Linked DNA regions of Mus musculus: regions 2, 3, 4, 5, 6 and 7 are each linked to region 1. A link is a contact called in public HiCAR-type and promoter capture Hi-C data. All regions are on one chromosome and are shown on one strand. Each heading gives the region's core, a stretch centred on a gene start, on an enhancer-like site or on the middle of the called end of the contact. The rest is flanking DNA. Distances are from core to core; before and after follow the strand shown.

Region 1 (3,458 bases), core at 474-2,973:
CCAACGTCATAATGTAACTCATGTTTAAACCGACATGCTCTCCCATCTCTGCTCTCCATGATGGTGTAACTTCAAATAAACATGCAATACAGTTTGAGTCCTCTCAAACTTCCAATTAAGCCAGGCCATGGTGGCACATATCTTTAATCCCAGGATCTGGGAGGCAGAGGCAGGTGGATCTCTATGAGTTAGAGCCTCATTTACACAGTGAGTTTCAGGACAGCCAGGTCAACTTAGAGCCTGTCTCAAAAAACAAAACAGCCTTTTCCATTTTGGCCTAGCTTTCTGTAAGGTTTTTGGTTTTCCAGCCAATGACAGGTGGCTATTTTATTTAAAGCTTGTATTAAAAGATTCTGTCAAACCAAGAAAATGCACGACTATTTTAACAAGTTTAAGTGTTTCATTCAGCCTAGTTCTCTAATCTACCTCTCCAAACACTGTGACTTCAATACAACTACAGAAAACGCTCCCAATTTCATATTGCTTTGTGGAGATCAAGCGTTCAATCAATGAGCTTCGAAAGTTCTGTCAAATTTCCTTATTACTTCTCTCAATGGTTTATCTATTGATGTCTTGGGTGAAATCTGTATAGGCAGGGCACCATTCCATTTGGTGTAACTGAACCCAGAGACTATTACTACTTATACTCCAAATTAGAAAATCCTTACAGTCACCTTGTACCGTTCACTGCATTGTGAATATTTAGTCCACTTCTCAAAGTTTCCTGCAGCAAGGTCTTCACCACAGTAGAAGAGTTCCTAAGCAAGATGCCGGTGTTCTTTCCTAACCCCCCAGAGCAGGGTATTATAGCAGATCGAACAAAGAGCAACAAAGAAGGGGGAGGTAATAACCTCCCATAGAGACATGCCAGGACCCATCAAACAAGAACAACTGCACGCTTCCTCTCTCCTACCACTTCCCAACGACCTACCTACTTCCAACTCAAAACCCCTTAATTGTCACCGAGGAAGTGCAGCCCTTCCATTTGAACCCTGAGAAAGTGGAGCTCGAAGAACGCGAACAAAGGCGAGGGATGTAGTCCACGCAAAACACCAGCGAGACAGCGCCGCTCTGCGAACTTGGCCACCGGCCAGCAGTAACTCCTCCGCAGCCCCACCCGGGTGCCGGGGTCCCGGGTGAGGCTGGAAGCGCAGCGCGGACAGATCGGGGGCGAGAAGGGGGGACCGGGAGAGCGGGGGAGGGGACAGGGACGTGGGGCGGAGCTCCAGGACGCCAGCTTTGTGCAGTCAGGCCCAGGGTGCCAACTGGGGTTCCTCGGGAGACCGGTCAGAGGCAGTGCACCCTAAACCTGCGTGTGCCCGAGAGGACCCGAGAGGAGCGAAGGCGGGCGTCCCCGAGACGCCACCGCTGGGTAGGCCGTGTTGGTGTCCCCGCGGGCTGCCACCCCCGACACCCCGCCGCGCCCTCCCCGCATCCCGGCTGCAGGCTCCTCGGCCACTCACCATCATAGTAGTAGCACACTTTCTTCTTGCCGCCTCCTTGACTGTACGCCATGGGCTCAGGCCGCCGCCTCCCGGCTGCGGCTCCTCCTCCGGCTGCTCCCGCCCGCCGCGGCCCGGCGGCCAGACAAGAGGGCTGACGGGGACGGCCGGTGCTGCAGCCCTCGGAGCAAGGGCAGCCCGGAGCGGGACGGCGGCGGGTGCCGGGAGGGCCGTAGGGCACAGAGCGGGATAGGCAGCGGCGCCGACGCGCGACACTCGGCAGGGGTAGGCCTCCGGGCGGCGGGGCTGCGAGGCGGGAGCGACCACTGCGGCTGCGCGGAGGGGGGCACCACAACTACGGTCGGGAGGGAGCGACCGGGACGGAGTGGACGCCACCGGCCAGGGCGACAGTAGTGTTTCTACGGGTAGTCACACACAGTCCGGAGGTGCGCACAAGCGGACTTTAGCCCCTTGCTCAGAGACCCGGACGCGCAGCAGTGAGGTTCACCCCTCGGTCTTACGCGCACTGGTTGCGCCTGGGCCGAGCCTGCGCACTCCGCGCCTGCTCAAACGAATCCCGGGCAGTCTAGACCCCTCCTCCAGGGCTCATGCCGCTCCCCTCCCCCACCGCCGCGACGCTCCGGCCCGAGCCCGCCACGTGCCGCGGGGACCCCGAGGGGCCTCGGCTTGAGAGCTCCCTAGGGCTGCCTCCCCCCACACACACACCCGCTACCTGGTGGTCCGATATTCCCACGTGTTTCAATTCTCTTGTTCTCCCTCATTGGCTCCTGATAACTACTCTTGAGTTACAGAGAGGTTAATGGCAGACTCCTTGTATCTCCTGGGTTTAATAAGCATTTCCAGGACTCGGTATAAGCACTGTTCCCAGCATCCATACCTGCTCGTAATAAACACCATTTAAAGCTGTCAAAAGTGCTGGGATGTACGTGCCATGTCCATCTCCTTATAGGTGTGGGCAAAAGAAGGAGTATAGTGCTCTCAATTGCTAAATAATAGTCATCTGAGGACCGAAGGGGTGTCGAACTTTTCAAGACTCCACGTGCTTTGTCTACTTTATCAGACTGGATGTGCTTCTAGCCAGACAATTCAAAAGAATTGGTTTAAATATTGGAGTCCCTGTGTTTAATAGCCTGGCGTTTATTGTGCACCTGTCTAAACCAACCTGCTTAAAGGATGCATAAAGGATGGAAGCTGACTGTCTAATGAAATACTCACACACCTGAACTGTTATTATTTAAAATTCCAGCTACATGCACACACTACTTCCTCCCTTAAGAGGAGGTGTTGAAGTAAGAACCATACTGAGTCACTAACAAAAATCATTATTTTTCTACTTTCGGATCCCCAGGACTCTTAATACATAAAGCACCAATCTTCCAGGCTTAACCCCAAGAGACTTAGAATTACTCCAAGGTACCCCTCACCACAACCACTTCTCTCCCAAGCCTACAGTTTTAACAAGACCCTGGGAGATTAACGTGGTTGGGTCAGGGACCACAGTGGAGAGAGCTAGCTTTGATGTTAATGTTGATTACAGAGTATTGTTTGCTTCATTTTCTCTATCAGTTCCCAAGTCAACCATGCAAGGTTTTGAAAACAGAATGAGATGCTTAAGCAAACACTATTGTTCTTCCCCAGACCAAACACGGGGGAAGTAGGAAATAAGACTTGATTTTTTTCAGGGAGACTTCTAGCCTCTGTTCCCCCACCACACCTGTTTTTTTGCGCTTTTTAATACATTTAGCTCAACATTTAACATGTTATCATTGCCCATAATTCCTCAGCTTGTCTCCGTTGGACACAGTTTCACAAGAGGACAAGCCGACTTTACCCTAAACATAATTATTTCTCTAGTGTCTGTGGCTTTCAGCAAGCCATTTGAATTTTTTTAAAGTGGTCTTCACCCCTAAAATGAGAGACTTTCTTATGTGACTATTGAAACCCTCTTAAGATAATCCACATGGGGAGCTAGAGAAAATACCCAAAGAACTAAAG
Region 2 (3,458 bases), core at 296-2,795, 3.0 Mb after region 1:
AGCATAGGTTTATTTAGCTTATTTTCATAGCCACCAGTCTCTCTTTTCAGATTTTGTCCGATTGAGTGGCCATGGTGGCATTTCTTAAGTTAAGAGTCTGAGTCACTAACACTTCCAGAATTCCTCATAATCTATGCCTCAGCCCCTCAACTAGATCATGGCGAATGCTCCACACTGTCTTCCAACCTGCCAAGTGATCTGTCTCCTTCAGAACTTTAAAGCAGCTGTTCCTAGAAGTCTATTCTGGTAACTAATCATCGGAATTCCTTTGAATAAACAAATATGCAGCTTATATCTGAAATGCTACCTCATCTCAGAAGTTTCCTTTTCTCCCCTTTAAAGTTTAAAAGAAGGCAAAAAGCAACCCTTAATCTATTTAAAACAAGAAACCATAATACTTTTGACATAATGCATTTCCTTTACTGTAAGTAAGGAATACTTGCTAATTAAACACAAAACAAAAAACTCTTTCTGTGTAACTGGAGCACTGTGGCTCACACCTACAATCTCAGCACCACTGAGGCCAGGGTAGGGGTAACACGAGTTCTGGCAATCCTGGCTAGTAAGCAAGATACAAGCAAGCAACAGCAACAATCACCACAAAGCCAAAGCCAAAAAAGCCCATCTATGGAACCTGCATAATACAAGTAAAGCCAGCTTTAATACACAAGGAAGGTAGAGAAATTTGGGGAAACATTTTTAGTATGTTTGGGGTATTCTTCCCGAGGTACATTTCCCCACATTTTGTTTAGGCTAGTACGTGTTCCTTTATTATAAACAAATATAAACCAAGTAACTATTTAGTGTTCATTAAAAAAGAAGACATATTTATCTGTTTTCTTAGTTTTGCCGTTACGGCATTTGACATTTTGGTTGTAGTGATAGACTTGAAGCTGTCAAATCTATCAGCAGAAGTAGAGCTAAATCAAAGGTATTATTTTCCGGTATCTTATTGTAGTTTTGGCAAAGTCAAATCTGTCACTAAGATCCGCCCCTTTATCTGTTCGCTGAAATAACAACTGAACAAGTCTTTAGGTCAATTTTTCCGCCTCACTTATTTCACAACTTTAAAGTGAGGTGCAAGAACCTCTGGTTCGACTTTCAGCCTTCCTCCCGGGTTCCTCCTGGGACAGACCTCTGGACGAACCCCGACCCCAAGTCCCAGCTCGGCTTCCAGGAGTCTGCACAGATCAGGCCATTGAAAGTTCCAAGAAGCCGGGCTGGCTGTCGCCCACAGGCTGCTCTGGGCGACAAACGTGGTTTAGGAACGCGGAAAAGCGGAAGCCCTTGGACCTCCGCGCCCCGCCCTCGGCGCCACTACCACGCCCTGCGCGAGACTCAGACCAGACACATCGAGCGCAGAATGGCGATGCCTCTCTGCCAGGCGTCTCCATCAGAAGCCAGCAAAGCCCAGCAGCGGGCAGTAGCTGTCCTTCCCGAACGCCGGGCGGGCTGCGGTCACCCCCCAGCCAATCCCGAGCCGTCGCAGACAGGCAGCGAATCGGCGGCCGGCATTCCAGGCGCGATGAGTCGAACTCCGACGCGGGGATCGGGCGGCCCGCGGAGCCGGGGCTGTTTCTCAGCAATCCGTGCCAGGCGTGGCTCCAGGCCTTTCCACTCCGACTCTGCGCGTGCGCCCGCCCGGCAGCCGGCGGCCGCGGTGTCCGCTGCAGCCCGCCGCCAGGGAGTCGCGCCGATGCACGGGCAACAACGCGGGCCACGATGACAGATTACGGCGAGGAACAACGCAACGAGTTGGAGGCTCTGGAGTCCATCTACCCCGACTCCTTCACAGGTGACTTTGGCGGCCTCCTGCTCCGGGGCGGAGGCCGGGGCCCCGCGGCCCTTCCTGCCGCTCTCCAGACAGTTTCCAGCACTCGCCTGCTTCCTTCCCCACTGTCCTGAAATCCGAAGGTCCGGGTGGCTCTGCGGAGGCCCTGGAATTGGTCCTGACCGCTTTGGTTTCGCGTAACCTCCGTCATCCGAGATTCACTGAAGCACGCGGGGGGTGGGGGGAACTAGCAGTGCGATGAGTTTCTCCAGAGCCGCTTAATGTCCCCCCTTTACCTCCTATTTTAAGCTCTGGTGAAGTAGCAGCTGTTTTCCCTGCTGAGAAGATTGGGATGCTGGCTTTTGAGAGCAGCACACTCGGGGATGTCTTATTCTCTCTATAAGAGTGATCAGGCATTCTGCAGAATGCCTGATGAACGATGTGGTCGCTGTGGTTCTTAGGTATCTTAGACGTCGTCGAGGTTCTGGAGGCCCAGGGAAGGCAAGTGGCTTGTGCTCTCCCTCCTCCAGCCAGAGGTCCTTAGTTCTTACATCCTGAAGACTTCGGTTAAGGATTCAGCCTCAGCTTAGATGTAGGAAGAGCTGATTGGGTCTAAGGGAAAGCATCCGTCAGGAAATTCATTAGTAGAATCTTTCCTTGTGAGTCTGTTTCCATGGAAAACCTATCTATGGGTCTTCTCAAATTAGGGAAGCACTCAAGGTAAAGTCAGTATGAACGTAGGCTGGGGATTGATGGGATTTACATTCCACAACCCTTCCTCCAAGTGTTGTCAAGTATTACTTAGTGTCTGAATTAAGAACCCAAGGCATATTACTTTAAATCCTAAACCATCCCTTTCATTGCTTAGCTTAGTTTTCTTTCTTGGCTTCACTTTTTGACCAACTTTTTGCAATGGAAGCAAATTTTGTTCTGCTTTGCCAACAGGCAGATGTCTCTCAGCTACTCCTGTGTAGCTCCAGTCGAGTTCATGTTCTCTCGCACCAGCAATACAGCTGTGTTGCGGATGTTAAGGGATGAGTGAAGAGGGGGTTGAGAGTGTCATTACCTGGGTGAGTGTATGTGTGGAGTCTGGCTTCCTTCTCTATCCTTGCTTATATGTCAGTGTCAAACTAAAATAAAGCGCTAGTGTCAGTTGTCCGATATAGTCTGAATTACGATGTTTAGACCTTTCTAGCACGTTAGAAATATAATAGGCATGAACCCTTTGTAGGCAGAAACAAAAATGCATGAGGCATACAGTATTTTTAACTTGTCTTAAATATTAGGTTATCCTTCACTAAGTTCCGCGCATGTGTGTCTTACAATGGCACATTTTTTATGTCTTAAAGCAGTATTGTATTGAATTTTGCTAGGTCCCAGTAGTAGTAGTATATGGAATTCTTGTCAGATGTACAAGTGCATAAGGAGCCTGAGTGAGCCAGGGTAACAAATGACGACTTACGATTATTTTGATGCACTCACCTATTCCATAGCAACCTGCTGAGCCTGCTTGTAATTCCTTTCTGCATCCATACACATTTTTGCAATAAAAACAATCTTGATTAATTGTTCTTAGGGATTTTGTATTGCTCTTGGTATTTTTTTTTTTTTTGAAACCTTTTAGGGAAAAGGTAGGACTTTTTGGTTTTTGGAGACAGGGTTTTTCTGTATAGCCTTGGCTGTCCTG
Region 3 (3,458 bases), core at 364-2,863, 2.9 Mb before region 1:
CTAGGCCATCTGCCCTTAAAATTTTTGTGTTCTAAAGGTCCCACTAAAAATTTCAAAACACACACTTTGAGGCCAATCAGAAAACATCTGAAATAGTCTAAGCAAGAAATGAAGACAAGCAGAGTAGGAATGGAGAGGAGTTGGACGCCAATTTAAGAAACCTTTCCGAGACAAACAGGGAAGAAGTTAATGATCGTATGATTGAAGATAGAAAGTTGGTTTATGGGTAACAAGACCAAGTTTTGTAGTAGCTTGGGAGTCTAAGTAAGAAGGGATATCAGAGACAGAAGTGTAAGTGGAAAAGAACTTCAGATAAAAAATAGAATGTGATAACATTTGAGGCTATGGTCCCTGTGGTCAAATCTGTAGTCACATAAGAACACGGTTTTCCTTTTTCAGCTAGCATAGCTATTTGGCAAAGACAGACTGATGTCCAAGTCCATTCAACAATGGAATTGCCTGCAGGTTAAAATAAGTGTGGGCATGTGGGACCCGATTTAGAGCGTTTCTCCCAGGAAGGTAAAGCCCCTGGACGTTCCCCAAGCTTGTTTTCCCTGATCTCTAAAAATACAGCCAGAAAGAAGCTCTTTGTTCTCTATAGCCAGCAAAAAGCCTTTGTTTCTATACTTTACAACCAGAGATGCCTGCCTTCCTGTGCTGAGGACACGGAGATAAAAATTCAGAAAGAACTCACTCCCCACTCCTGCCTTATAAATTTCACCAAGGATACCCAGAAGAGAAGAACTCTCCTCCCAACTCCTCCCAACTCCTCCCCAATTCCTCAGCTAGCTGTTAAAAGCCCCCTACTGTTACCACTAAGGGTCAAACTCCCCTGCCCTGCACGGAGGAGGGACATCGGGACATCGTCCTCAGCTAGCTGATAATAAAACCTCTTGCAGTTTGCATCAGGTGTGGTTTTCTCTCGAGTCACTGAGGTGCTGGCCAGCTCATCCCAGGACTTGAGCGGAGGCCCAGCTTCGGGGGTCTTACAGGCAAGTGCATGCAACTCGTTTTGTCCCAGATTCTTTCTTTAGCTATTGTTTCACCATTCAGTAAAGGCCAGCGGGTTGTTGTCTGGCCTTTAGAAGCTGCTACTCTAACCTAATATTCCTATTTATAGATGGGACTGCGGTGGGATTCTGAGTGTTGTGTAAACTAACTGAGATACTTCACGTGTGAGTTTACACGTAAGGATCCATAACTATCTGTTCAGTGAGAAGCTGACGTTCAACATTCTTGTACGTCTAAGGAGCAAGGGCAACAGTTTGTAAATCATGTAGAGACAAGACCTTCGGGTTTCCAGGTGACCCAGGAGGCTGCGGAAGTTGCCATCTTGCAGTTCCAGGCCGGGTTTCTTCCAACGTTTTGCAACTTTGGATCGTCTTGTGCATGGGTTGCAGCTTGTACATCTTTGGCCTACATTCCCCAGGCCGGGGAAACTCACCTAATTGAGACTTCTCACCTGGGCCAGGCTGTCCGATCCCCAAGGCAACCACATCAACTTCCGGTTTGAGGAAGTCTCCTGATTGGCCGGCGGCTTTATTTCCGGCCTGTGATCCATGCAGGCGCTCTGCTACCGTGAGGGACACCGCGCCTGCGCGGCGGGGAGGCTCCGCTCCCAGGTCACGCTCGCGCGGGCAGGTCCTGGCGTTGTTGGCTCCCGGGCCGGGCGGGGCCGGGCACCTCCCTGCACACCGGAGGCCTGGTGCACGGAGCACGGCAGGTGGAGCCGCCACACTGGAGTTGGAGCTGGAGTTCGGAGGGGCGGGAGGGCAGCGGCTCCTCCCAGCCGGCCCGGGCGCAGAGAATGAGTCAGAAGCGGTGGCCTCCGTGCGGAAAGGCCGTGCCCAAAGCGTGCTGCGCTGGTTCACCACCGTGGTGCTTTGTGCCGCCTTCCTGGGGCTGGTGAGAGCTGGGCCCAAACCCTCCAGGCCACGGCTGGAGCAAGCGTCCTGCAGGGAACGTGGTCTCAGTGCCCTGCATCGTGCGTGACCCCTGGTGTATATCGGTTAATCCTCCTGAGTCTCAGTTCTGTCATCTGGAAAAACGGGCAAAATTAATACGTTTCCAGCACGAGCAAGCTAAGTTTCCTCCGGAAAACGGGGAGATACAAGATGGGGAGCCTGCTCCCCTTCACCCACTCACTGAAGCTCTAAATTGATCCCAGAAAAGCAGCTTTGAGGGGGCCTGACCAAATCCAACCAACTGCTTTATTTCGCAGATGGAAAAAAGGGCCCAGAGAAGAAAGTGGCTTTTCTGGTTAAATGATAGTATCAAGGACATGTTGCTTACCCTGTACACGGCCCTATTTAAATCAAGCCTTTAGATACTTAAATGATTTTCTTCACTCAAGTGCAAGAACTAAAAACGCCATAAAGACAGTGTTCCCCAGTGTAGCACCTGCTGCTGACCCGAAATGTCCTTTTGTGGACCAGATGGCTGTAACTCATTGTGTAGATCAGGATGGTCTCAAATTTCAGAGATCCTCCTGCCCCTGCCTCCTGAGTGCTGGGATGAAAGCTATAAACCACTGACCTAAAGTGATAACTTTTGACTCGAGTGCTATGAGAGCTAAACCTTTGACGGAGTCCCTTCTGGTCCCTCAATTGGAGCTTCAGTTTCTTAAAATTATTTTGATGGGAAAGTAGGGAAGAAAGAAAGCGTTGCAGGTACTGGAGCCCCTCGTGTGTAACAGGTATTGCAAGTGATTGCAGGAAGATCTGAATGAACATGCTGTGGCCCTGTGTGCTCCTGGTCTTTGTTCTTGGTTGCTGGTGCTTGGGGCAGGGAAACCACACGTGGGTTGGAGCAGAACAGTGCAGCACAATCAGGTTTTGTTGTTTGTTTATTACGTACAGGGCGCTGGCTGGCCCAGGACTTCATGCTAGGCTTTCACCCAGCTGTGTCCCCAGCCCACAATCCACAGTTCTCAAAACTCAGAAACGTTTCCTTAAAGGTTTTTAGGAACTTCATCTAAAACGCAAGTCTTTAGTTCTTGGCAGTATCTTGTGTAACATCTTATTGTTAAAATCATTCTGTCCGTGTTATATTTTGCTAAGAAAGCCTTACAGCCCTTACATCTCCTGATAGCTTTGGAGTGTGAGGAAAACTGTAGATTAGATTATTTATCGTCAGCATTAGACAGTTCAAAGGGACAACTTCTTGTGTGCCAGAAATATTGGCATCTTAGTGTAAAAATCAAAATTTGGTGCTTGGTAATTAAAAATTTTTAGCAATTAAATTTCGTATTTATGCATGTAGCATATTTGAAAATATAAGTATATATTTTGAGAATAGTTTGTTACATTCTAAATCCTTGTGCAGATGGTGTGCGTCGAGGCCAGAGGTGTCTTGCTCAATTGCCCTCCACCTTATTGACAGGGCCTCCCACTGAACCTGGAGCTCACCCATTCAGCCAGACTAGCTGGCCGGTGAGCCCTGGGGATCTCTTTCCTTTT
Region 4 (3,458 bases), core at 340-2,839, 2.7 Mb before region 1:
TCTCGCTTTTCAGAAAGGGTCAGGAAATCAGCACTTGGCCTTGAACTCTTCACCTCTGCCCCTGTTGACCGTAAGAATAAGCCATTCCTCTCTGTGAAAACTAACAGATGCAGCCAGGCTTTGCCATTCCTCTGCAGAAAAGAGCCAGAGTTGTCAGCCAGAGCCGGTCAGAAGGAAGTAGCTGAGGAACTGGGGACTTTTTGTAGAGTGACAGCTTTCTGTCCATAAAGAAAAAGTCTCTAAAGCCACCAATGTGAAAGTGACATACTTTAAAGTGTCCAAAGGAGGCCTCCAAAGCTACTGGAAGCCTGTGCTGTCCTTTCTCAGAGCCTATTTTCTGTTTTCCTCCCATTCTGCAGCACTGATCTGCGACACTCATTGGTACACTGGACAAATAATTCCCCCATCTTTATAGCCAGCATAAAGCTCACAGCTGTGGAGTCTTGGTAATCTTTGCTGTGATTAATTGCCAATTACAAACATTTGATGACTATTTAAAAACCTTCCTTAGATGACTTATGTAGCTGACATGTGTAGTTAGTTGAAAAACTGAGGCTATGAAGATGGGTGTCACAAAAAAAGCTGAAGTCAGTCAAAATGTCACACTTTTCTGATCTCTAATAGAGTATTTTGCGCTTTCAACACCTAAAACATACCTGTGCCTGAAGGTCCAACTCAGTTCCTGCCTCCTACCCAGTCAGTCCTTTTCCTGACAGTCCTCTCTGAGCCATCTCAGCAGCTGTAGTGGATTTGGATTTGCTATCAGATGTATCATTGATCCATGAACTTGTCACATCAAAGGTCAGGTCAGAGCAGAATGGCTGCGTTAGCCGCCCCCTCGCCCATTTCCTCAGCACCACCAGACGCATCCAAAGTTAACTTCAAGGTGGGCCACTTCAGTAATAGAGTTGTGAGCCGGTGGTTTGAAGTTTGTAAGTCACTGTTGTGTACCACCCACAGAAAGTGTGCAACCAGTGATGTGCCTTGTCATAGTCATTAGGAGATTAATTACTAGTGTATAAGGAGAGGGAAGGGAATCATTGGAATAGAGAAAAGAAAATACAAGGAGGAGGAAAAGAGATAGTTTGGAAAAGGCAAACCCAGATCCAGCCTTCTCATTCTGGGATAAGATGCATTTCCTGTTTTCATGACAAAACATGGAAAGACTCCTTCCAAATGCATTTCGTGAATGATTGCCGACCCATCTTGCTAATGCTTGCTCTTTAGGGAACTGCACAGAAATCATGCATTTCCAGTTTGAATTAGGAACTAACTGGAAAGGCAGTTGCTTTGTGAGAAACCAGTAAACGCAGAAGCCTCATAACACTGGAACATTGTGGCAGTGGGAAAAGGCAACTCAGAAGGAGGCTCACCTCTCCTGACTGGTCCTGCTCTCAATGACTGTGAGACTCTCACTCCACAGTCCCTGCTTCCCACTGGCAGCAGCTGAAGCAGCTCATTATGCATGTCTGTCACGTGGTCCACTCCATCACCCAAATCTAACTGGGAGAGTAAGTCACCCTAACAAGACCCTTCAGTACACTCTTAAAAACTACTTACAGATGGACTCTTCCTCTGTAGGGACACAAAGAGTTTCCTTGTGCTGTGCCACATGATACAGGAAATGCATTATCCCTGTCCCAATGCAGGCACATGAGGAGGAAGCCCATGAAAGGGCAGCAGCTCACAAAAGCCCACACAGCTTTAGGGGGAGTCCTCGGAGGGGCTCACAGGCCAGTTTATGATAAGGGCAGAGAAAATCCTGGCTCTGTGAAGCTCCATTCATTTCGAATGCTAATGTCCACACCGGGAAAGGGAACCACAGCAGCATTCAGCTTTGACACAAACACTGCTAATCCTTGTTAGTTAGATTGTCACCGACACCTGCCCCCACACCCCCAGCTTCGTGCTAGATCTCCATTTATCCTTACAGTTTGGGCCACTTTATATTCTGTTACTTGAAGGTGAGTTCTCCTTTTAGACCCTGGGATCTTGAAATGGGTTTCCATTAGCTTGAATGGACATTTCTGTAGAATTAATCTTTACAGGGTTAGATTTACCTGCCATTGTTAAATCTCCTGTCTCACACAGTGTGATCAAGCCATGGTTCATGCAGCTGTCCAGCTAATGCTGAGAATAGAACCTGTGTCCACTATTCTAGACACTGGGGATGCAGCAGGGAACAGAGTCCTATATTTATTTTTTGGTTTTGGTTTTTGGTTTTTCGAGACAGGGTTTCTCTGTGTAGCCCTGGCAGTTCTGGAACTCACTCTGTAGACCAGGCTGGCCTTGAACTCAGAAATTCGCCTGCCTCTGCCTCCCGAGTGCTGGGATTAAAGGCGTGCGCCACCAACGCCCGGCTGAGTCCTATATTTATATAGATAAAAATTTAAAGAGGAGAGACAGAAAACAGATAAATATGTTAGTCAGGGTACATTACACTGGTTGGTGGCAGTAAACACGCTTGTATCTCAGAGGTTGAAGCAAAAAAAAGTTTTAGTCCTCATCAAAGAGTGGTCACTGAAGGTCAGAAGGAGGGACTTTCCTCTGGGTCACTTCCACATGGCACCCAGGCCATCCAGAGAACCACCAGGGGGTAAGGCTAGTCTTAGGGAGAATATCAAATGATACACGGATTCTCAAAGCTTATAACTGATACATGGCATGTCTCTCATTTTCAGGGCCAAAAGAAGCCATAGGGTTACAGCCAGCTACAGAGGGCCAGAAAGTGTAGTCATACCACATGTTCAGGAAAGTGAGCCACTCTTGGCAGGCAGAGCTGCCCCAGATGCTGATGGCTGCTGTGAAGAAAATCAGGGTACAGGAGATGGTGTCTGTGAGGTTGCAGAGAGTCTGAAGAGAGTCCTCCCCTTGGGCAGAGGATCAGGTCCTGTAAAGGTCTGTGAGAGCCATCAGTCTGGCATGTTTGAGGGAAGGCAGGGGAATCCAGGGGCCAGAGTGCTGTGAGTAAGAAGGTAACTTCAGAATCTAGTCAGCGGGGTGGCTGGGTAGAACCTTCTAAAAGGTCGGCCGTGTAGATTTTTGTATGAGGTCCAAGTCTTTTAAATATTTCCCTTATAAGAGTACAACAAAGCAGAGGGTCACTGTTGCCTGAATTAAAGACTTAATCATACAAACTTAGTGGATTACAAAGAAGCAAGAACGCTTAAGTGAATATCACAATAATATTACTGCCGAGAGATAACAGCGTCACTAGTAGTTTGAACAATTCAGTATAGCTTTGAACAATGGGCACATTTTACATATCCTTTTACAAGAAATTATTTCTTTTAAAACAGCAGCTTTTTCCCCCCTAATTATAAGCCAATATCCTATGGCGAATGTTTGGGCAAACACTGAAAGCTCAACAGGAGGATCCAAGAATCCTCCGTAGGCCGTCGTCCGGGACTGCTGTTACCATTTCGGTATGTTCTGCAGTCTTCTCTGGACAGCGAACA
Region 5 (3,458 bases), core at 435-2,934, 2.7 Mb after region 1:
AAAAAAAAAAAAAAAAAAATCACACAGACAGTGGCCCACTCCTTCAATGTTTAGGCTCAGCAACTGTCCAAAAACTCTGTGTCCACGTTGCCACATGATGAACAGATAAATAGAAGGGCCCCCAGTTAAAGCAAGACATCTAGGTGGCAGTAAACAGGTAAGACTGAAAACAATAGGGTCCAAACAGTGTAAAGGCAGTGTAACATACAGTTTCATTGTTGAGCTTAGAAAGGGTATAAGCCAGGGCCGTGAACCAGCAGATACTAATTCAGAACAGCATGAAGGCCATGGGAAAGCAGAAGCATGTCCAGTCTTAATCTCGAGGTGGAGACTATCCAGATAGAAGATGCAGAAAAGTCAGGAGGAAAGAAATCAAAACACTGCATACCCGTTGCATTTGCTCAAGCACAGGTGAGAAGGGACCAGTTCCGGCCGCATTTTCAAATGCAAAGATTAACCTGACTGGAAGCCAAAAGGCCTGGGAATCTCCACTGGCTCCCTTATTGGGCGACGTCGGGGTCTACGGATTCCTTCACGACACAGGTAGTATTGCAGTGGGTTTGGCCACAGATCCTCTTTGATAATCTCAGCGATTCTGTCAGATTCTGGAAGGCTGTGGTCCGAGAACCAGGTGAAGAAGCTGCAAATGAGATCTTGGTTTCTGCGAATGAAGGACTGGGGCTCATGCCCTCTCCGCCAAATGATTGGAGTGGAAAGAGACACCACTCGACCAGATGATCTCACTTCATATTCCTTGACAATCAGCTTGTTTCTGAAGTAGGGGTTTCTTCGAAAAAAGAACTTGAATTTGCAGCCAGTCTTAGGGTGTCTCAGTTCCTTCACCTCCAGACTGGTTACGTACCTTAACATCTCTGCATCCCGACCCCTAATCATGGCGGACAACTGAGGGTGGTTCCGGAAGGCAGTCATCCAGAAGCCTGGGATATTCTGAATGATGTAGTTCCTCCGTTCCAGGTAGTGTCGTCGCATTCGCCCAAACTTCTGCTCCAGATGTTGGAAGGCCCTGTCGGCCTGAGCATTCACAGTGTCCAGTTCCAGCTGGATGGCCTCCAGCGGGTTCCTGCGAAGATCTATGCCCAGGTGCCAGGGCCCTGCCTCCTCCGGCGCCTCCCTCACTCCTCCACTCGCCTCCAGCATCTCCATTTCTTCGCCCGCGGGCTTCTGCTCCACCTCCATCACCTCCTCGCTCCCTGGCGTGGCCACTTCTGACTTTTCCGCTGCAGCCGCGACGGTGCCCGGTTCCGTCTTCACGTCACGGGCCTGGGACTCCGCTCCCCGAGTTTCTTGGGCCTTCTCCACATATTTCGGTGTCACGAACACCGCTGCCGCGGGGCCCCGAACGGAAGGAGGTGACTCTCCCTGCCTAGCTGCGGCCACCCGAATCTGGGGGACAAGGCCCTCGACATCTCGGGGCGCGGGGCTCCCCACGATCCCTGCGCGGCCCTCACCTGTCACCGCCTTCTCCTCGCCGAGCAGCGGTCGCCGGTCTGGGGTCCCCGAGACAGTGTCAGCATCGCAGTGGCCGCGGCTGTCGGGGACAGGGGTCCCCTCGTCCCGCTCCGGGCTGCTCATGTCGGGTCTAGTCGCGCAGACCTCCGCCTACAAACAACAACCCTCACGGTCCCCCGCAACCCCAGCTCCGCCCCTCGCTCTCTCCAGCGCAGTGACGCCAGAGCCACAGCCCGCAAGTCTCGCGAGAACCTGCAGCGCACCTGATTGGTTCTTCAGCTCGTGACTTCCGTATTTGTTTGGCTTCTGTAAATGTAGCGGATAGCGGTTGTCACGTTTGTTTCCGTAAAGGGATGTCAATCATCCTAGGAGACTGAAGACAGTGGCGGGGCTTCTGGACCTGGCTTCTGGACCCTTCGCCCGCATCCGGGCTGCAGCCGTGTGTGTGTCTGTGTCTGCAAACAAGTTCATCCCCTTTCCACTTATGTGGAACGGTAAAAACACCTCCTGGTATTAGACAAAGCTAGGAGCCAAATGTTTGTATTAACCAAGGTGAATGCCACGGTTCCCCACCACCACCACCACCACCACCACCACCACCACCACCACCACAGAACTGAAAAAAATAATGAAGTCTAGCTTGGTGTGATGGCCCTTGTCTGTCGCCTCAGTGCTCTGGTGCTGAGGAGGATCGTTGACTTGGAGGCTAACCTGGGCTGCATACACGTTGGCTCAAAATAATAATAAAAACTCAGTTCTATTCTAAGCTCTGACGTTACTGGGGAACAAAGATCTGTGGGTTTGCTTTGGGAATTATTCTTTTTGGAAAAGATTTTGTGGTCATCATTAATGATTGTTTTTACTGGTGTGTCTTGCACCGTGGCATCGAATAGTTTGCATAACAATCCTCTGATGTATTAAGATATCCATTTTATTGAGACAAGGAGAGACTGGGTCTCTTACCAGAATAACATAGAAAATGACAGAGCGATGATTTGAGCCCTGGACATTTGATTCCCGGGTTCTCTGAACGGGATGTGACGTCACTTTAGGACATAGGCATAAATGCATAGTCTATATCAAGTTGATACATATTTTCTCCCACCTCCTTTCCGCATCCATAAATAGATTAATATTTAAGAACACATTCATTTCCTTTCTGTTTTGAGAAAAAGAAGGTAGTTATTCGTGGTCCTCAAATTCAAATTTACCAGAAAAATGTCACCTTCTGTATAACAAATATTTCCAAAACACCATTTAACGTTTTTCGATAAAGTTCATAGACAATATAACCCATCTACACACATAAATAGAAAATTTAACAATTTTACTATAAAGCTTACTGTAGTGGTGGCGATTTTAGTATAGCAAAGGGGTCACCGACTTAGGTTATTATAAGAACTATATGACGTGGCATTTATCACAGTGGTAAACGCACCAATAAGAATGGCGTGGTTAGAAAATTACACATCTCATAAAAGTAACTGCGGATGGAGAGTGACACAGATGCCTATGTCAGGTCTTCTGAAACTGTAATCCAATTTTGGTGAAGTTCTGGTAAATAATGTCTCCTCCTCTCTCCCTTGCACTGTTTCTTCCACACAGAGAAAGGAATTTCCACGGTTAAATTCTTGCTAGGCGTGTTATTTCCAACGACTGTCACTAGAGGGAGCGACTTCTCCTTTAGAAAATGATGCTACACCTATGACAGAATGGATTCTTGTAAATGAAATTGAGCCACAGTCTTTTACTGAGACTAAACTATGAATGTTAGACGATGCATCTTAGACATGATTCATTTTATTATTATTTTCCACTAACTATCATATAGAAGTGTCCACTTGGTTTTGTTTAGTCTGACAAGGTCCCCATTTGTCTTCAACTTGATTCAAGTTCTAGCTTTGGTTTGTTTGACCTGGACAAGTCACCCCTCTAGGCAGGCAAAGGTGCTTGCTGCGTAGCCTAAAGATAAGTTTAATCCCCAAGAC
Region 6 (3,458 bases), core at 479-2,978, 2.7 Mb after region 1:
ACCCTGTCTTGAAAGACAAACTAGTTAACAGGAATACTCAAAATACAAGTCTGTGACTGAAATAATATCTAAACACCTAAAATATTGCACAACTTGAGTTTCAAGAAAGAGTTTTCTCATCCATACCTTAATACATTACCGGTATTAAGGTATGGATGCTATATTGTTCAGGAAAATGAAGAACCAAATATTTTTAGTCAAGTAAGCAAATGTACCAAATTTTCTGTTAAATCAAAAATTTCTGTTAAGTAACTGGGTAGTCTGAGGCAGGTCGTGCTGACTATAATTACTTCTGGTCCCAGAGATGTGAGAGAAACCCTGCTTTCTTTTGCAAGTGGACCATCTCTGGTGGTCTCTGCCTTTTTCCTGTCCTAGAGGTAGTCGGAATGTGCCACCATTCCCTTTATTTTCAGCTTTAATCTGACAAAGGTATTGTCCTTCTGAGGAGACAGCGCCACTCACTTGCCGCAGGTTAACATGGCGTCGTTCTGCTTTATCTTTGGAAATTAGACCCTGATGTCACTTGTGAAAACAGCTGGTTCGTTCCTGCAGCCCTGGGCCTGCTCCATTCCCTTGCATTTGTTTTTCTTCCTCCATTTCAGATCCTAATTTCCTTCCTACCTTTGATACAGTCCTTATATAAGATTTATGCTATGTATGTACATATTTATTGTATACCTTGTGCATAGCTCAGCTGCCTGTGCATTGCTTTAGAGCCCAGGCTGGCTTTGAACTCCAGCTCCTCCTCCCTCGGCCCCCAAGAGCTGGAGTCACAGGTTGTACCACCACACCCAACTCCCCTAGTTACTCTCTGTGCAGCCTCAAAACCAGTTCAGATAGTCTCTCATCTGCTGGCTAAAAAGGAAAAAAGAATCATTTTTGGTCTGCTCAGTTCATGTTGTTCTGTGAATAAAAGTGAAATGCTTCATCATTGCCCAACTGTACATTCACCCAGACAGCATAGAGCTTTTTATTCACATTTATTTATTTGTTTGTTTATTTATTTATTTATTATTTATTTATTTATTTTTGGTGCAGACGAGAAATATAACAGTAACATTATCTTTCCTTTGAGCACACAGGAGAAGACAAAGGACTAATATCCTCGTTTAGTTGATAGCAGTTCTAGTCCTTACACGGGTTAAGAAGATAATGCCAAGTGTTACTTACTTACTACAGCAAGAAATATCAGTAGGACAGTTACATTTGTCTTTTGGAAACCACTTTTACAAGACATAGCAACAGTTTTCAAAAAGTCTTCAGACTTCAGAGATCATTGTGCGGATTGAACTTCTAAGAATACAGCTATACATGAAGAGACACCAGAACAAGTTAATCTAGTAGTGAGTGTTCCCAGGAGTCTTCATACTGCAACTGACAGAAATTCAAATGTTTGCACTTGTTCTCAATGATCAGTAAAAGGCAGGCTTGTAAACATCAATCCTGCCAGTGAGCTGACAGGGGGGACTAGGATCGAGCGCAGTGGAATGAGGAGTGCACACCATTGATCTCCCCAGGCAAGGCTCACTCAGACTTACATCTGTTTACTAACATCTACTGGTGGAGTTGAAAATTAGAACAAACTAAGGAATATCCTCCAAGCGTCTCTTTTTAAATCCCAACCCACTTGATCCCTTCCCCCACCTCCTTGCACTGGAATGTGCTTCAGGGACCCCTGCCCCCAACCCTGCTCCCTCCATGTGTCAATCATCTCAGCAGACCTAGAAAAACTCACTCTGCAACAGGCTCTTCCCTCTAGTCCTCCTCTTAAAATTCCCAGCCTCCAACGAAGGTATCCAGACCTACGAGCTTTGGAGAAGCTTTCAACAAGGTCTTTCAATCAGAAAGGGAATGCCTGAGGGCTGCAGCGGCAGAAGCCACAACAGCGCTGTTGCAAATTCAATGGAGCATGTCCTGCAAATCCAGACCCCTCACATCCCCACATCCCTGAGAAGAGGCTTGGGGTCTCCCTCCCACAATGCACTCTACAGCCTGCTTCCTTCTTTGTTAGGATGGAAACATGGAAGGACATTCAAAACCTGACAGGTAAGGGCCAAGATCAGGCAAACAACAAAGATGTCGCACATTGTTGCTCTCTGGTCATTTCTACAGGCTGAGGCCCACAAAAGAACTGCTGTCCTTTAGAAACGTGGGCTAGGTGCATTCATTCACAGACTGCTCAGGGCAGGCACAGGGTCTGTCATTGAGACTCTTCTTTCTCTTCTCTCAGATTCCCAAACTAGAGCTTAAAGACACAGCACCTAGTAGAATGGAGGGAAGAGTGGAGGTGGTCTCCCTTGCTATGAGAAGGGTGGAATAGTCAGGGCAGTGAGAGATTTGGAGTCTACTTTACAGTACCTTTCCCAGCCTGCATACAACCAAGGGGAGAGCAAATAAAAAGCCTGCTGTCTTTTGTTTTTTCTGTCTCTGGGCTGTAACTGCCTTAAAAAGAAAAGGGGTTGGGGGGAGGTGAAAAGAGAAGAGCCAAAGAGAAAAAGGTATAGCAAGGCCTGTGGGCCACAAACAATTTCTAACTACCCAAACCTAGGCAACTTTGACTTAACCAGAGTGGGTGTGAACACAGGAAGAGGAGTAGTTACCTATCAAAGGTGCCTGGATAAGGAATAATTTGTTGGTTAGGGCTCAGAACTAACCACTGGAAGGGAGCCACTTCAGCTTTGCTTTGGGCACTGCCACGTGAGACTACAGATCCTGCCCAGCAGCTAATTGAGCCATGGGAACTGGTACAGCAGGGGGTATCTGTGTGCTGCCTAGGAACTTAGGTCCTTAGATAGTTCCTGAGGAACCACTTGGGCCTGTGCAAAGCTCAACCAGGAGAGAACTAGTGGGCAATTGCACAAGCTTCCATACTCACCAGTAGCTGATCACAATGCACAGCAACCAACGGTACAAGACCAATGAGGTGACAGAAAACATTCCTCGCCTGTTACTTCACTCATACCCACCAGCCACCTGCTTGTTGTAGAGATAACAAGCAGGGTAAAAGGCAAAGGCCCAGGAAGACAGCTAGGATCAGTTGGCAATAGCCTGGAATGTCCTGTTGGGCTAATGGCTGGGTTGGGGTACAGTTCCATCTTGCAGTGGTGAAACTCACGGTTCTTCACAGTACATAGATATCGGGAACACAGCAGAAAGTATGAAGCCTGGCTAGTTCTTGGTAAGAATGTGTCAAGCTTTCTTGTGGCAGAGAACCACTTAAAAAAAAAAATGAAAAAAAGATCATGTCACAGACAGGGACCAAGCCATGCAAAGAACGAAGTACAGACTACAGCACGTGACTTGGCATAGAAGCAGTTTGAAGGCCATGCACTTGGAACACCATTATATATATATATGCAGAACATCGTGATGGCCCAGAGAAAGAAGAGCAAAGACTTGAAAGCCACAATCTTGAAACTACTGGAGACTTAGAAGAACCAATGAACACAATCCAACAG
Region 7 (3,458 bases), core at 353-2,852, 2.6 Mb before region 1:
TGAGGGAAACTGAGAAAAAAAAAAAAAAAACTTTTTTTCAAAGTTTACGTGCAAGATTGAGTGCCTCTACAGCATCTGATGACATGCCAGGTTCTGGGGGCTGGAAAAATAGAAGCAAAGGCCTTCCTAATGCACTAGTAGCAGGGGTAAAATATATATGTGTAGTAATCAGTAAACAAAACAAGTTTTAGAGACCACCCATTATGGTAGTACCCTTCTGGGACTACCCTGGCCTTGGTTTCTTAGAAAAGAATTTAGACATAATCATGTTAGTGTGTGAGTGCACACATATGTATACACACACACACACACACACACACACACACACACACTTTGTGGATGAAGAAATCCAGGCATCTGGGAGCCAAAGAGAATTGCCTAAGAGATGCACCCACACCAAAGTGGAGGGAGAACTTGGAAGCACGTTTTCTGCTTTTTTCAATTACTAATTTGGTTTCTTTCCACGACACCCTTAGAAAAAGTCTCTAGTCTAAGAGGCCACTGTGAACTAGGAAGTCACAGAGAAGGCAGCTTCCAAGATCCAGTGTTTCTTCTCTGGCCTCCCCAGCACCATCCAGACCCAGCAAACCACTGGCTAAAGGAAATGGAGGCCTGGGGGGGGGGGGAATGTGGGGGGGGGGCGGCGAGCACTTTCTGACCCAAGAATGTGAGGCTGGTATTTTCCCCCAGCATAAAATAGAGAAAAACTGGGAGTTGGCCTTCCCGCAGTCCCTGACGTGTCTTGGGCTGAAAGCCAAGTACTTAATCCTTTCTACCATGGCTCCCTCCTTGGAGAAACAGTTTTGATTCGTTTTTAAAGACAGGTTCTTGCTACGTCACCCAGGCTGGCCCTGAACTCACTGCGTACTTTGATTTCTTGATGGCTGACTATGAGTACTGAAAACTCCAACCCGGCAGCGTGTAGTGCTGTGTGCCTCTCCTTATAGAGTTAAACTCAGCCAGGCCTGCCCGAGAGAAACCCTAAACTGGCGCCACATTCCTGCTGGAACTCTGTCACAGTCTCAGCTCAAACTGGCCTCCAGATGGACAAGGTAAAGGTGGGGGCATGAGGGCGGAGGGCGGAGGGAAGTGAGATCAGGACCTTGTGGCAACAGAGAAGCCAGTGGACTGGAAAGCCGGCCAGTGGTTAAAGAGGTCAGAGCAGCCAGGCACCAGTGAGTTCACTTACCTAAGATCGCCACCGACAGACGGCCCAGGGGGTGGTCGCTGGCTCTGCTCACGGGGATCCACCTTGGGCCGCTCAGACCTCCCTCGCCCTCTCCAGTCCCAGGTAAGTGGTGGAGCAGGCTCTCGAGCAGGAAGTGGATGCTGTATGCAAATCTCTACGGAGAGGAAGCCTCTGCTCAGCCTCTCCCCGTGGGGCAGTGAATCAACCGCCAAGAAGTCACTTTATTTCTTAAAACAGAAACCTCTTGCGTTCACCAGAGAGAACCAGCAACCAATTAGGCTGCATCCTGCTTTTACCACCCAGATAAGAAACTGTGAGGAATGCCCCGGGCTTCTGGGTTACTGCAGCGCCTGAGAAGGTGTCTCCCGGAGACAGAACTTGCGGTCTTCACACTGCTTATTCTTGAGCAGCTTCAAACGAGCCTGGGCCTGATAATGGGAGGGAATATGAAGCAAGAACTTTTAACTGTGTTTTTTAACTCACCAAAACAGATTTGCTGCCTGTAACTATGGGGCAAAGGATTCACTGCCTACAGCCCTGTGCAGGACTGTATCACACACACACACACACACACACACACACACACACACACACACACACCTCTGACTTCTCATTTCACAATCTTTTGATTTGGGTTTTTGTTTGTTTTGCTTTTTTGTTTGTTTTTGTTTTCGAGACAGGGTTTCTCTGTGTAGCCCTGGCTGTCCTGGAACTCACTCTCTAGATCAGGCTGGCCTCGAACTCAGAAATCCCCCTGCCTCTGCCTCCTAACGCTGGGATTAAAGGCATGTGCCACCACTGCCTGGCTCTCATTTCACAATCTTAAGTTTATTTCTTTCTTTTCCCTTTGTTTATTCAGTACACTACAGAATTTATTGCACAGACAGGGATCCTGGAGGCAGAACAATGGCACCATGCTATGTGTGGGTAATATAAATCCAGGTTATTTCTAAAGCACTGGAGGGTGATGGGAGCCAGTCCGGGTGTGAACTCTCAGGCCACCAGCCAGCACTGATCGCAGCCACTGAACTTCCCCCCTCTACCATAGAAAGTGTCTCAGACTGAGCCAGTCCAGTCTCTCCACTCTTGCATAGGGAACATTGCCCAAAATGTCCTCAATCAGATTGCCCCAGGTCTGCCTAAGTATTACACTTAAAGTTGTACCACACATTATAAACAAAGGGAATGTGGCTTGTTTTTAAAACTTTATAATAAAGTGGTACACATTGTGGTGTGTTCTTACAATGAAGTACTACTTAGCTGTTAAAACAATGAAAATTTGTATTCATTTGTATTATTTGTACAAACATGGGAAGGTGGCTTTGAGAAATTATTTAATAAAACATTATTCTTGACAATATATATATATATATGTAGTGACAGAGAGAGAGAGGTGTCCCCAGCATGTAGGACACTGCTTATGACATTGTAGGCAGTCACTGTATACCTGTTGGATCATCACGTCAGAAATGGCTGTAGCTGAGCCTGGTAACACAGGCCTGATAGTCCCATATTTATTAGCTCAGCCTTGAACTTTCTGCCTCGAACATTATTATTAGATCTTAGGGGTTGGGGGAAAACAACACTCCTTGTGGAGTGGCTGAAACGAGGGTAATTGGGGAGGGGCAGCTGTCAGCATTGAAAGGAGAACAGGAAAGGAAGGCATGGAAGGGGTGGTAGAGGAGAGAAGATGAACTCATTTCTCATAGCTGTCCTTAAATGGGCTGAGATGAGCCTCAGAGTAGTTTCTGGAAACCTCTGCCTTTGGAACCCTTTCCATGAGGAGTCAGGACAGCCAGTCTCCACCCAATGAGAGCTGTGGCCTGGGGGAAAGGCAGCAAGCCTAAGGCTTGTCTGAGGTTGCTGGGCACCCCTCCTCTCTGAATCCATCCTGAGTTTGGGGAATGGGATAACAGCTCCTTGCTGAGAGCATCTGCTGGGCCCCTCCTGGAAAGCAGCCCAAGGATGTAAACTGTTTATAGAGAGTCTCCTGCGCCGAGAAACTTCTGTCTGCGCATGCCTGGCAAGCTTAGACTGAAAGGAATGACAGAGGCCATGCCTGAGGACTGGGACATCAACATCTCAGGTTCCCAGATGCTATCCACTGCTGTCTGGATGCTCGTGTGTAACCTCCAGGGAGCAGCTCTTTCCTGAGGACCTTTGCACACCTTTAACAACCTTTAACCTTTAACCTTTAACTTTCAAGCAGACCCGAGAGGTGCAGAAGCTGCCATTTGCGCTGTGCCTTCGAAGAACACAACACTCAAGA

Evidence for each region. Promoter capture Hi-C pulls out the DNA fragments that hold promoters and counts their contacts. HiCAR-type assays count read pairs that join an accessible place to other places.
Region 2: a promoter capture Hi-C map of pre-B cells shows a contact between it and region 1. The contact joins the promoter of Rwdd1 here to the promoter of Hdac2 in region 1. A contact is called at or near these places in 4 of 39 promoter capture datasets (the 3T3-L1 cell line, cranial neural crest, hippocampal neurons and 1 more), 1 of 484 Hi-C or Micro-C datasets (CD4 T cells) and 1 of 115 datasets of contacts at active chromatin or transcription factors (astrocytes).
Region 3: a HiCAR-type map of astrocytes shows a contact between it and region 1, with 11 times the contacts expected there. The contact joins the promoter of Mfsd4b4 here to the promoter of Hdac2 in region 1.
Region 4: a HiCAR-type map of astrocytes shows a contact between it and region 1, with 6 times the contacts expected there. The contact joins the enhancer-like site here to the promoter of Hdac2 in region 1. A contact is called at or near these places in 4 of 39 promoter capture datasets (cranial neural crest, hippocampal neurons and liver) and 1 of 115 datasets of contacts at active chromatin or transcription factors (astrocytes).
Region 5: a promoter capture Hi-C map of hippocampal neurons shows a contact between it and region 1, with 4 times the contacts expected there. The contact joins the promoter of Tspyl1 here to the promoter of Hdac2 in region 1. A contact is called at or near these places in 7 of 39 promoter capture datasets (the 3T3-L1 cell line, the HPC-7 cell line, cranial neural crest and 4 more) and 5 of 115 datasets of contacts at active chromatin or transcription factors (astrocytes, embryonic forebrain, embryonic hindbrain and 2 more).
Region 6: a promoter capture Hi-C map of hippocampal neurons shows a contact between it and region 1, with 5 times the contacts expected there. The contact joins the enhancer-like site here to the promoter of Hdac2 in region 1. A contact is called at or near these places in 4 of 39 promoter capture datasets (cranial neural crest, hippocampal neurons, liver and 1 more) and 5 of 115 datasets of contacts at active chromatin or transcription factors (astrocytes, embryonic forebrain, embryonic hindbrain and 2 more).
Region 7: a promoter capture Hi-C map of pre-B cells shows a contact between it and region 1. The contact joins the promoter of Traf3ip2 here to the promoter of Hdac2 in region 1. A contact is called at or near these places in 5 of 39 promoter capture datasets (embryonic stem cells, hippocampal neurons, liver and 2 more), 1 of 115 datasets of contacts at active chromatin or transcription factors (astrocytes) and 2 of 9 other capture datasets (adipose tissue and liver).

The regions. Positions count from the first base shown.
Region 1 is chr10:36,972,809-36,976,266 of GRCm38.p6, reverse strand. Hdac2 (histone deacetylase 2) reads right to left here and starts at 1,723. Exons shown (of 14, transcript NM_008229.2): 1 at 1,464-1,723. The coding sequence starts at 1,515.
Region 2 is chr10:34,017,703-34,021,160 of GRCm38.p6, reverse strand. Rwdd1 (RWD domain containing 1) reads left to right here and starts at 1,545. Exons shown (of 7, transcript NM_025614.3): 1 at 1,545-1,795. The coding sequence starts at 1,723.
Region 3 is chr10:39,897,361-39,900,818 of GRCm38.p6, reverse strand. Mfsd4b4 (major facilitator superfamily domain containing 4B4) reads left to right here and starts at 1,613. Exons shown (of 5, transcript NM_001384225.1): 1 at 1,613-1,905.
Region 4 is chr10:39,670,907-39,674,364 of GRCm38.p6, reverse strand. All of the region lies in intron 2 of E130307A14Rik (RIKEN cDNA E130307A14 gene), which reads left to right. Among named protein-coding and RNA genes, the nearest start is that of Gm16364, 59 kb to the right of the region's middle. Within about 2 kb of position 1,589, at least 83 of the 459 cell types and tissues checked have an H3K27ac peak or open chromatin away from gene starts, as enhancers often do.
Region 5 is chr10:34,280,416-34,283,873 of GRCm38.p6, reverse strand. Tspyl1 (testis-specific protein, Y-encoded-like 1) reads right to left here and starts at 1,684. Exons shown (of 1, transcript NM_009433.3): 1 at 1-1,684. The coding sequence starts at 1,593. The coding sequence ends at 454. The region is part of intron 1 of Gm26564 (a long non-coding RNA gene); the gene reads left to right.
Region 6 is chr10:34,298,826-34,302,283 of GRCm38.p6, reverse strand. Tspyl4 (TSPY-like 4) reads right to left here. Exons shown (of 1, transcript NM_030203.2): 1 at 964-3,458. Among named protein-coding and RNA genes, the nearest start is that of Gm26564, 3.1 kb to the right of the region's middle. Within about 2 kb of position 1,728, at least 18 of the 459 cell types and tissues checked have an H3K27ac peak or open chromatin away from gene starts, as enhancers often do.
Region 7 is chr10:39,611,078-39,614,535 of GRCm38.p6, reverse strand. It overlaps Traf3ip2 (TRAF3 interacting protein 2), which reads right to left and starts at 1,602. Exons shown (of 9, transcript NM_134000.3): 1 at 1,190-1,602. Gm16364 (predicted gene 16364) reads left to right here and starts at 854. Exons shown (of 6, transcript NR_152259.1): 1 at 854-1,052.